2 separate regions of the Mus musculus genome follow, and region 1 is linked to region 2. A link is a contact called in public promoter capture Hi-C data. All regions are on one chromosome and are shown on one strand. The core of a region is the stretch at or near the end of the contact, and the rest is flanking DNA. Distances in the headings are between cores, read along the strand shown.

What was found. Promoter capture Hi-C pulls out the DNA fragments that hold promoters and counts their contacts.
Region 1: a contact with region 2 is called in a promoter capture Hi-C map of the HPC-7 cell line, with 4 times the contacts expected there. The contact joins two enhancer-like sites. A contact is called at or near these places in 3 of 39 promoter capture datasets (the 3T3-L1 cell line and the HPC-7 cell line) and 2 of 484 Hi-C or Micro-C datasets (the HPC-7 cell line and cortical neurons).

What each region holds. Positions count from the first base shown.
Region 1 is chr2:126,428,063-126,430,826 of GRCm38.p6, forward strand. The region is part of intron 7 of Atp8b4 (ATPase, class I, type 8B, member 4); the gene reads right to left. Among named protein-coding and RNA genes, the nearest start is that of Atp8b4, 62 kb to the right of the region's middle. Within about 2 kb of position 1,404, at least 18 of the 459 cell types and tissues checked have an H3K27ac peak or open chromatin away from gene starts, as enhancers often do.
Region 2 is chr2:125,277,267-125,279,966 of GRCm38.p6, forward strand. No RefSeq gene overlaps it. Among named protein-coding and RNA genes, the nearest start is that of Dut, 31 kb to the left of the region's middle. Within about 2 kb of position 1,360, at least 43 of the 459 cell types and tissues checked have an H3K27ac peak or open chromatin away from gene starts, as enhancers often do.

The DNA.
Region 1 (2,764 bases), core at 154-2,653, 1.2 Mb after region 2:
ACAGGAAGCCACCAAAATGAACTCTTGCAAGTGGATGGTGACATTGAAGCATAACTCTCCACAGCTGACGGCTGGCGTGAGTGCGGCCGGGAAGGGCTCAGTCCTATTTGAGAGGCAGGTGTCACAGTTTGACCATGCTCCAGTGAGTTCACAGATAACGCAAATTGGGCTTAAGGGGGTTCTATTCATTTTTATTTTTACTTTTTTTATTTTACCTCCCTGAAGGGAGATCATAAGGGTGGAAGGACTGAGAAATGAGTTTGATCAGTGTGCGTGATGTGAAATTTCCAGGGAATCAATAGAAATGTTATATTGGGAAAACAAAACAAAACAAAAAAAGAGCAGTGGTGACCAGTGCTATAAAACCAAGTTTTGAAGGTAATATGTCCCAGTTAGACTCCAAAAAATACTAAAATAAGATCCAAAATTCTGCTACATTTTACTGAATAAAACATCTAAAGATGTCAAAAGGGGGAGGAAGAAAATACATCACAGTTCACTTTTAGAATTCTGGCTGGTTTTGTTTTTTTCTCAAATTAAAATTCTTATTTAAAAATAAATGTAATTCTGGAGGATTCATCTAAAAAGAACTGACCTAAGTTTCAGCAACTTATGAAACTTTAGCCTAACAAACCTCTACGTGTATCTGAAAGGTTGACAGTCCAAGTCTCTAAAATCTTTTATTTAGAAAGACATTATAATGGCTTTATCTTCAAGTCTTAGATTTTAAGTTCAAAATCAACCCACTCAGTTAATTGTCTGGGTTGTTTAAATTATCAAAAACGGGGGGCGGGGGGGACAATGAGAGTTGTTTAAATGAAGGCTCCATGATAGCTCCCAGAGGAACAAACGCCCCTGCATCCTGGTGACTCTCTCAGCTCTGAAGGAATCACCACAGAAGCCAGTCAAGGCAGAAACTGCTTTGTGAGCCCCTCGGTGTGTTCCATGCAAACCCCCTCAGAGAATATGTCCATCTGGGGCCCACTCTTACACTAACGCTCACCTAATCCTGACCCAAAAAAAAAAAAAGAATCTGTGCTGGGGGGTAGATTCGCCTTGATCTCCGGTCATATGTTCCAGTTTCACCATGTCCTGGCAGACGGCATGCTAGCGGTAAAGGTGAATGCCCTTTGGAGCTACGGCTATCATCTTAAGGATAGAAAGATAACTTTAAACACAAGCTAAAATTCCTTATTGTAATAATGCATAATTAGAACTCTTTATGGTGCATGGATAAAGATGCCTGTTGGTATCTGGTGTAGCTTTTCCTCAGAGCTCTGTGTAGATGGTAATGCAATGTCACTGTTCAATATTGAATCTGGCTGTGTTTAATGCTTCCTCTGCAGTAAACCAGGGGCAGAGCCACCTCAACCTCAGACAAGCGACTAAGGTTCCACTGCCACCTAGTGGCTAAGGTCTCTTAACCAGCACTCACCCAACTTAGACTGGAACACGGGAGTACCTTAACCCTCCTGTCTAACTTTCCCTACTCTGTCTCCCTGGAAACCTACCCTCCTACCTCTTCCTAAACCCTCTCATGTCACCTTTGATATCGCTGACCATTCCTCTCCTCACTCACACCCTCTTCTCTTCCCTACTGCTAACATCTTCCTTGGAGGCTTTTTTTAGTTATCATTAAAGAGTGTGTGTGGGAGAACAAGATTGATGGTGTCCATCCAGCAGAGTAAGTTGTGAAAGGCATCTAGCACACAGTTAGAGTTAGACTTTCTAAGGCACTCTGCAATAATCCTGAAAGGGAACGGGCAAAGAATTATAGCAATAGCCTTGCTAGTCCTTGGTCAAGCTTTTGTCAGAGGTGGTGGGCTAGTAGTGTGAGCAAACTACCGAGAGGCCATAGCAGAGACATACAACAGGGAGAGAAAGTGTGATTGTCCAGATGCCTAGCTGGACCAGGCCAACGCCACCTTCCATTATCCCCTAGTCTTTTCTTTTATCAGTTATTGGTGGAAGGATTCAGCTATGACTCCACATAGGAAGCAGCATGCAGCATGCTCCAACACAAACACCTTTCCCCCAGCCTTCCTGGGCAAGAGAAAAACCCGAGCAGATACCCAGTGGAAGCTTAAAGGCAGTATTCCCATCCGAAGAAACTTGAGAATAATCTACTGGATATCTTTGAGGCCTCAGAGCCAAATACATTGTCTCCAGGGTTCATTGGGTGTAAATGTTCGTTAAGTTAAAGAAGAAAAGAAAACACTGAGGAATAGTATCAATCCACAGCCATGAAATTTCTTAAGAACTTATAAAAAACACTCTCATAACTTAATCAATTCATTGCCTATGCAAATCTGTGAGGGAAAAGGGAAAGGGACTCCCCTATATCCAGCAGAGGCCATCAGAGGTCATGGTGAGTGTCAACAACCCACTTGAAGAGCCTGAGACTAGAGTGTTGGCATCATCCTTGAAAATGCTCCAGGATTAAGTTGTGGGACTAGAAAAATGCCACCGCCCTGATCAAGACTAGTACTCTGCTGTGGTGGCCCCTGGGTTCTAGGATGACATCTGTGAGAAACAGAAATGTTTCTCAGACATGCTTTGCTCGGTATGTCTGTTTTGTCTGCTGCTGTTCAGAACATCCAGGTGTGTGAGTGCTGGGATACCAGAGCCATAACAGAGGGAAAGATGCATTTGTGGGGCGATTGTGAGCATCGCTTTGGGAGCTCCCAGGACTTTCTAGACTGCAGAGCTCTTCGTCTTGGCTGTCATGCACATTATCCTTACTCTCAGAACAACATACCAATTC
Region 2 (2,700 bases), core at 110-2,609:
AAGATACAACACTGAAGAAAAACATGTTTTCAGCATCCCTTAGTGCCATGACTACAGTTTATCAGTGATCTAAGTACTATCAGAAACTTTTTTCTAACTTTTAAAAATTAATTTTTTTTACTAATTCACTTTATATCCTGCCCACTGCCCCTTCTGATTACCCCCTCACTCAATCCTTCCCTCCTCCCCCCTCCCCTTCTCGTAAAGGTAGACACCTCCTCTAGTAATGTTCTGAATGGCGAGGATGGGTGAGAAGCTCACATACTTGGCCACACTTGGAAAATTGTGACTTTCTAAGTAACCAGCACGGCAGGTTTGAGCAGCCCATGTGCAGGCTGTGGAGGAACAGGCAAGTTTCAGCATTGCTCTGTGTCATTCCTATGACAGTAGCCATAGAATTCACAGAGGCTTCAATGAGGTCAGAAAGATGCTGCCATCAAGATCCTAGAGAAATGGTGCCTAATGACAGAAAAAACAAACAAACAAACATGTGTTTGGGCAGTAACATAGGCAGGTAATGTCAAAAATGATCCAAAACCTATCAGAGCATTTGACAAAACAAAAATGGAGGCACTTGGAGATGACCTGTGAGGAAAGGTGAAAGCCTAGCATATCTGTAGTATCACTTATCTGCCCCAAGCCTATGACATACAAATGAAACAGGGAATCATGGAAGTCCTGATCCACAAGTGGAGTTAATCACACGTGCACATACTCCATCAAAGGCGGAGATTTTGACAGGACAGACAAAGGATTTCCCCTCTTCCCATTAAGCCATTTAACATTTTCTTGGTTAGACTTGTAGTCCTAGATCTCTTTCAACGCAGCACTCTAAAAAGCCACTTCCAAGATTCTAGAAGAGACTTAAGGGCCATTTCTGTGATTCCCACTTCCCTCTTCTCCTGTCCTTGATCCACCACTGGGGTTGTGACTAAGGAATTAAGCTGAGCGAGAAGAAGGGGCTTCATCCTAAATAGCTACTACAAAGCAAGACCTCCATCAAAGATGTGGACTAGTCACTCTCTACTGTAATGATATTTGTCTCAGTCAAAGTACTCGGAGGGAAACTGAGGAGGCTGCTCTCTGCTGAGCACGAAAAAGGAAACCGCAGGGTTTTATATGAGAAGAATAAACCATGACTTATCCTGTTTGAGCTCTCAATGACAAGATTCCATAGGGCTGATATGGACTGTTTCAACATTAATTACATAAATTTGGCAACCACAGCTGGCTCTATCCTTAAGATTTTTAATAACCTCTTAATTTGCCAAGCTTCCCGATGACTTCAAATAGTTGTCCAGCCCAGGGGCCCTCCTAAGTGGGACAGTGACTCACTGCCCCGAGACTCCCCTTGCACAGCTCACTGGACTTCGGCCATTCTCGCTTTCCTCCTCAACTCTGTCTTCCTCCCATGCTCTCCCCAGATGGATTGTTAAGTTCCTTTGTTTGGTCTACTCATTGCCGGGCTCCACCCATGATTGCTTCACCTTCTCCTGGCTGCTCTTATCTGTCTCAACTGCCCTTTTAGCAACCCCGTGGTGCAGTGGGCTGCATTCTCTGGCTCTAGCCCACTCTTCCCCAGTTCCTGTCTTCCCATCCTCCGTGCTTCTCTGTTTCCCAAGTCCCCACCCTTCCTGGTCCACCCGAGTGTTCCTCTCCAAGGTCTGTCCTTCTACACAGGTTTCTTGTTAAATGTCCCCTGCTGAAATTCAACTTCAAAGGACCTTGGTCATTTTCTTGTCAAGAGGTTGGCATTTGTCTTGGTGCTCTCTTCACAGGCTCTTGCTCCTGTCTTGTCCACAGATAGACTTTAGTCCTTATCATGTGGGCCTTGGAAATACAAGTTCAAGCTTGCTTTCTTCCTTACTGGAGTGAGTGGGAGGATAAAGAGCAGAGAGCCCTTGTATGAGTTACTTGTGTTATTGTTGTGATCACATACCAGCAAGAAGCATTTTTTTTTTTAAGAAAGAATGGAGGCCGGAATGTCATCAGCCTCCCCAGTACCTGAGTGGAACAGGGCATTCTGTGTCGGGTAGCTGAGGCAGACAGCTGTAGTAACCATCACATCTGTCATTTAGGGTTTCCAGCCTGCCTGCTCCACAGGCAATAGTCAGATGTTAACTCCCCAATATCTGTTTCTAAAAACCCTTCCTCTGCCATTTTTATTCTTCTGTGAAATAAATACACACACACACACACACACACACACTGCCCAATTGATTAACATAGGCCTTGAACCTTTCACTTTTTCCTCAATCTTTCTGCAATTCTTAAGTCACATAAATGCATATTTTCAAACCCTTATTTTAATGTATGCACATATTTATATTTTTGCATGTGCTTATGTGCATAAAAGTGCAGGTGCCTGCAGCAGTGTCAGATTGCCCTGGAACTGGAGTTACTGGCCATTGTGAGCCATTCACTGTGGGTGCTTGGATATGAACTTGGGCCCTTTGTAGAAACAGTAGGTGTTTTTAACCCATGGATACCTTCTCCAGTCCCTAAACATGTTATTTAAGGTCTTCTAGGTTGGCAAAAGAAGAAATAAATGTAACAACACAATCATCAACAATAAGGAAGGCAATGGAGGACTTTTTTCCCTGAATATTCCGTTTCCCTTCATATTTCACCTCAGGTTTCTCTCACCTCCCCTTGGCTCTGGCTGGTCTGCCCACTCCCATAGGCTCTGGCTCTTCTGCC